Regions from separate parts of the Mus musculus genome. Here region 1 is linked to region 2. The links are chromatin contacts, called in public promoter capture Hi-C maps. All regions are on one chromosome and are shown on one strand. The core of a region is the stretch at or near the end of the contact, and the rest is flanking DNA. Distances in the headings are between cores, read along the strand shown.

Region 1 (3,191 bases), core at 69-2,568, 460 kb after region 2:
GAAAAAGGACCACCTGGGCCTCACTCCATCCCAACTTCATGGAGCATGATTCTTGCCTAGACTAAGGTGTCACCTTCGTACCTTACCTTCCCTCTGTCACTCACTTTCCTGCATCCATTCCTTCCTGTGGCATTCATGAAGGTGGGGGTGGGGCATAGAACATGTCTTTCCGAAGGAAGTAAGTCATTTCACACAAGTGTGTGTGTGTGTGTGTTCATTTCCAAAATCCATAGAATTTTATTACAATTGTTAGTGCACATTTGGTGAAAAAGCTGACTTAGGGCATATTTCTCCCTTGAAGCTGAGGTGTAAACACCATAGAGGAAGGGGAGGTCAAACGGGGAAGACCCCATCAGCTCCTGAATCTATCAGATCCAAGACATTCTGGAGGGCCAACTGAGGACCCCCCACCATAAGTAAGTAGACAAAAGAGGTGAGAGAGAATTGAGGTGAGCCCTGGGGTGGTGCAGAAGGCCTGGCTTTCTCCTGGGTCTGTGTTTACTGACTCCTAAAAACCGACAGAAGCCCTAGGACCCCAGATCTAGAAACACGCAGGGAGCACATACAGACACAGTTCCATCTACAGTTTCCAAGGGACCAGCTCTCCTGGGAGGCCCCTGCAATGCCAGTGCTAAGGCTGGCAGTGGGAGTGGGAGTTGGGGTAATCTGAACACCTAAGGTCCTCTTCCTTTGACCTCAGGCAGATATACCTCTGTCTTGACATTCTAGTTAATTCTGCTTCTGCCTGGTTTCAGAGCAACCCCTGGCACTGGCCAATCCAGGAGTTTCCGGTGTTGTGGGTGTTCTCAGTGTTCCTTCAGCTCTCAGATTTGCAGAGATAGCAACACCTGATATCCTGGCCACCAAAGAAGACTAAGTCACCCCAGGAGGCTAGCAAGGCAGTGAGCCAGGGGAAGAGGTAAAGGGACTCCAACTCAGCCAATCAACTCAGCCCTGCTCAGCCTGTCTGCCCATTGGTGTTTGGAGCCAGCTACCTTGCCTGGTGCCCTAGAAAATCTCTCTCTGCATCTGTGACCTCCCCCCACCATGCATTTTCATCTAAACCAGGGGTTTTGAATTCTTCCCTGACTGGCTTTTCCTGGCTATGTCCCATCAACTCGGGAGCTATCCATCCCTTGTCCCCAGGACCCTTACAACCCGGACCCCTGGGTCTAGTCACAGCAGGTGCGGGCTGGGATTGGAGTTGGCCAGAGAGGGAGGGGTCGGGTGAGTGGGGGGCAGGATTTGGAGAGGGTGTGACGAGCCTGGAGGAGGGGCTAAATACAGTCAGGAAGCCTGTTAAAGAAGCTCTGTGCTCCAGCACGGCAGAGAGCGCCTGGAGCCGGAGGGGAGCGCATCGGTGAGTCAGGCTTCTCTGAGCCGAGCCCCGATACGGGTGCAACGCGGTGCGGCGGACTGGGGTTGCCGGGCTCCCTGGGACGGTGTGCTTGGATCCCTGTCTAGCTAGATCTTTGTGGGCTGAAGCGCACCCTTGAAAGAACTGTCCCGAGTAGATGTAGGAACACGAGATCGTGGGCACGCAAGGGAAGCGAAGGGAGTGAGGGTCTCCCTGGTCGTGAAATTCCCTGTTCCTGGATGACCAGAAGTACCAAAGTCAACACTGGCGCCTGCAGAAGCTGCATTGCCCAGCCTGAGCTCTCAGGCTAGAAGGGGACAGCGCTCAAGAGAGCCTGGAGTGAGGGATGCGCGCGCTGCGAGCGCGCTGGGGTGGCGGAACAGTAGCCCGCGCGCGGTAGAGGGCGAGTGCACAGCACGCCGACTGGGCAGTGCTCACAGACCCAAGAGCGCCTCTCTGCTCCTAGGTAAGAGGACTGTCAGCCAGGGTGATCTAGACTCGGTGTTTGTAGCAGGGTTCAGAGTGTAATATTGTGGGTACCAAGGGTTGATTCTGGAAGCTTGGGTTCCAAGTGCCGAGCACCAGGGTCCTCGGTGGGGCCTGCTGGGCATCCCAAGGCATAGCCTTACTGCTTGGGTCACCCAGTACATTCAGCTGTCTGCTGCCAGGTGTGGCAGAGGCTGGCACCCGGGATTGGGAAGGGCAGCGGTCGCTCTTGGGTTCAGGCAGAGAAGCTGCAGGGGAGGGAGAGAGGATTCTGGGGTCAGGGTGTTGAAACTTGAATCCAATGTAAACATAAGGCGTCTTTAGCACCGTTTGATTACAATGCTCTTGCTTTCCTAAAACTTTCTGAGATTCATAAGGAAGGTGATTTTTGGCTTGACCTTTCTCATCAGGTTTACTTCAGAGAGTCAAGAAGAGCCTGCTTGTTAGGCTGGTTTTTCCAAGTTGTTCCAGACTGGAAATTGTGCAGTTTGAAGGATAATTTATGGGTCTTTCGTGCGTTAAAGTGTATTACTACGAAGTCTTTTGGGTGCTGTGGGTATTAAGGAAAACTCAGTGCACGTTCCCAGCTGCAGACCAAAAATACTGCTCTCCTGGGTGCCTCTGCCCCCATCTATCATGGGAGGCCAATGGAAACCCTGGAGAAAAGCCATTTGATGTATTGCCCCCATCCTCCCAGAGTCCTCTCTGGCAGTACCAGTCTACTCTCCCCATAGGCATGGCCAGCTGAACTTTGCAAACTCAGAACTAGCCACAGAGGTCCCATCCATAACGTCTCCTCAGGGTCTCGAACTCCTGAAACTCAGTTATAACTGATGAAAAGGGCTGCCTGCCCCTCTCCCAGCAGTTCAGAGGGCAGTGCAGTCGCCCTTACCACCCTGCTTGGCCAGTGTAACAGTTCTCTACCAAATGAAACTTCCCCTCTCTCCAGAGTCACGGGCCACATTCGGTTTTCGTCTGCTGAGTAAGCCATGTGTCAGCCTGGCAACCTGAATTACTAACTCATCATAGATGGTATTCCCAGAGGTTCACAGGGGACACGCAGCTGGAGGAGAATGTGGTCTGGGGGATGAGGCCAGCATGGCTGGTAATGACATGCAGAAGACTTGACTGTCCCTTGTGCTGGGTCCTTGAAAGAGGATGGGGTTAATGACACATCTCTGCACTTTCCCTCATCCCAAGAAAATGTTAAGGGTCCCAGGTGTCAGAGGTCAGGGTCTCTGTGGTGTGGGACACATGATTTGACAGACTATCACAGTGACTCAGAAGGTTTAATAGTCAGCCAAACTCACTGTCATGCCTGGATAGCCACCTGCATATCAAAAAGTTT
Region 2 (3,283 bases), core at 66-2,565:
TAGGACAAAGGTGATTATGAAGAGAAAGTGAAGGTTCTCCTCTCCACAAAAACTCACCTAGGAACAGGGAGACAGGAGGTTGGCTATTATTCTCTCATTTCCTCTAAGCTTAATCAATCTAAAAAAAAATAGTATTTGGGTGTGATGGTACATGCCTTTAATCCCAACACATGAGAAGCAGAAACAAGCATATCTCTATGAGTTTGAGGTCAGCCTGGTCTCCATGGTGAGGGTCAGGCCAGCCAGGGCTGCATAGTGAGACCTTGTCAAAAATACCAAAAAGAAAGAAAGACAGGAAGGAAGAAAGGAAGGAAGATAGACAGAAAGAAGACAGAATTAGTGGTATCACTGGCAATGTGTAAATAATAGCAAATAATATATAATTGATAGTGACTAACAGTAAATTTCCCTTAATTTTGTAAAACACATAAATTTGGGACTGGAGGTCATCTTAGGCAAAGGCATTGCATGCTAGAATACTTAATATTTACATTTTAGCACAATTACATTGCCACCCAGCTAAATATATTCACTCACGTGTTAGGATGGGCAAGAATAAAGTACTGTCTTTGCACATACTGTGTGTCATATTTTACAGCGAATAATGAACATGAGTAAATGGGTAAAGAAAAAGAAAACCAAACATAACTCAAAAAGTAGAATTATCTAGTGGTCTCTAACTACTTGGATTCTGCTCCTAATTCCACCAATGATTTAAACTAATGTGTCAAACGTCCTTTAAAATATCATCTATTAATAAGCTGGTCTCATAGTAGAACCTTTCTCCAAAACATCCATATGCTTAAATAATCATGATTAAAGCATCCTCTAAAAGACACTTCACTTTACATAAATGTTAGCATTGCCTGTCTGGATCGTTCACCTTAATTACAGTGTCATAGACAGAATATGCTTTCATGTGCCCAGCACAACTATTTTTCTAACTATTGATTTAAAAAAATGCTGGCTCACAAAATGCCAGAGGAATTTTCCATGTTCATATAGTGTCTACTTGCACTTAAATATTGCATCAATAATCTGAAAACAAGGAACCGCCTGTGTGGCCAGACGCTGTAGATGCTATGGCTTCTATCATGGGCTGCTTTCAACTGCTATATTTTATGGCACAGATTCAGTGGGAATCTGATCTGCTAAAATATTTGGGCTGTGAAAACTCCCACACTGTGACAGATGTCAAGTCCAATTAAGTGACTCGTGTCCAGGTTTCTGTCCAATAGGATTTCCCATTAAATATCAATTTAGGGGGAAAAAATTCCATCCCCCTTCTTAAGCCTTTATCTCTTCCACCATCTCCAGGCTAAATCAATTGGTACCAGAAGAGCCAAGAAGCCACACAGGCAGCTGCCTCTCCTCTCTGGCTCTCCCAAGCTCCCCTTTCTCTGCTTCCCTGTCACTGTTACTCCAGAAGACGTCCACTTCTCTCCAATCTCTCTCCAGCATCTCCAAGCTACTGACTATATACATTTCACCACAAGGTAAAGAGGGGAGGGAGTGGGGTAGGGTAGGGGGTGTAACCAAACCTTGAAAGACTTTGAAACTGCAAAATTGGCGTCTGCTTATACAACACAGAAGTAGATGAGGGACAAGACAGAGGCAACCTTAAGCCCTAGTTACTGTATTGTTGTTCCTGGGAACTGGGGAGACACCGGCTGAACAAAGCATTATCTTGAAGAAGAAGAGAAAAATCACTTCTGAGCCCCTTCCATCCCTGACCGCACTTCCCAGTTTCGCCCCAGCCCGATTAAGGGAAGGGAAGGAGTCCTCAAGGAATGGAATTTTATCTTAACCATCTTTCTTATTGATTATTCTGCTATTAGAAAGTGGAGGAATCGTCCCTTTGATGTGATTGTTTTTATCTCAGCATCTCTTTTGTTATTTATACAGCCCTTTGAGTGGGGAGGCGTGAGGTTTCAACACTTCGACTTATAAAGATCAACAACGAATTTTCCTGAAATGTTTAAGAACAGTTAAAAACAAACCAACAAACAAACAAACGGGCGTTTTCAATCCATCAACTAAGTGAACAACCATACACCCGCTAAGACACCGCCGCTCGTTGTGGTGGTCGGCGAGATGACAGCTGCTTTTTCATCTGCGAATGTAATAAATATTGGCTGCTTTTAATATTTGCCAGGATCTCTCCTCCTTGTTTCCTGGAATTTTAACTCTAAAAGATTGACGAAAAGATTATCGACAGGGCTCTTGCAAGGTAAGACATCTTCACGTCTCTTTTTCTTTAGATTAAGTTGAGTCATATTGTATTTTATAGATGTATTCCTCACACATGGTCATAGACTTAAATGCCCACGAGAAATACCATTTATGACTATTTAAATATCTGGAGGATTTAAACGCGTGGGGGGACAGCCCGGGAACTTTTTGTCCGATCTGTAACTATGTCGTGGTTTGCTATGATTTTTCTCCCTGTGTATTTCTACCTCTTCACGCCAACTGCGTAGGTGTGAGTTGTTTCACTTATAAACGTAGAGAAAAGCCTGGGGGGCGGGGGGAGCAGCATGCAGTTCGTTTGGTTCATTTATTGTTATTCTGAGGATCCGTTTTCCTTGCACGGAAAGCTGTTTCTGAGCTCAGGTCTCTCCTGGGCAAATTCGAGGCCAGGAGCCGAACCTACATCCCCTCCCTGGCTTTTGTTTCTCTGAAGCGAGGCTCTTACTCAGGAGCCTTGCCTGTGAGGGGCAAGGCGGGGTACAGAGGTCATAGCCCGGTCGTCCCTCCTGGTGGCGGAGGCCCAAAAGCTCAGCTCAGGCAGGTTTCTATCCCCATCTGCCCACCCAGATCACCCGCAAGCCCAGTGGTTCTCGAAGACGCGAAGGCCCTCGAGCTGCCGGCCCGAGGTGGCTTTTCCAGGAGGGCATCGTCTGGGGAAAGCCCGGCGCAGACACGGGGCCGCGGCCAGGCCTCCCTGGGCCGCCGGTGGGCTGCGGGGCTCCGGTCCCCTAAGCTCACGAACTTCACCCGCACAGATACAGCTTGCGCCCGGGGCGTCCCGCACTGGTGCCTCGGAGTCCATCCCTCTCTGGCCCTCCCCAGCCCCTTCGCCCGCAGCGACCTGGCCGCCTGCGTTTTCCCGGGAGGTAGTCGGCAGACTGCCGGGCATTGTGTGATCCACGTCCCTAGGTCCCCAATGTGTGTGGCAGTCTGCGTGACAGATGGTGCTCCGGGAGAGTATGAGGGCCGAGGAGTCAATTTTCTTTTGAAAGGACCGAACACATGTGTTCGGTCATTTCTTTATTATTTCGGA

The links. Promoter capture Hi-C pulls out the DNA fragments that hold promoters and counts their contacts.
Region 1: a promoter capture Hi-C map of embryonic stem cells shows a contact between it and region 2, with 3 times the contacts expected there. The contact joins the promoter of Ngf here to the promoter of Nhlh2 in region 2. A contact is called at or near these places in 4 of 39 promoter capture datasets (embryonic stem cells, hippocampal neurons and stem cell-derived epiblast-like cells) and 2 of 115 datasets of contacts at active chromatin or transcription factors (embryonic stem cells and stem cell-derived neural progenitor cells).

The regions. Positions count from the first base shown.
Region 1 is chr3:102,468,601-102,471,791 of GRCm38.p6, forward strand. Ngf (nerve growth factor) reads left to right here and starts at 1,319. Exons shown (of 3, transcript NM_001112698.2): 1 at 1,319-1,360.
Region 2 is chr3:102,008,830-102,012,112 of GRCm38.p6, forward strand. Nhlh2 (nescient helix loop helix 2) reads left to right here and starts at 1,316. Exons shown (of 3, transcript NM_178777.3): 1 at 1,316-1,496; 2 at 1,906-2,230.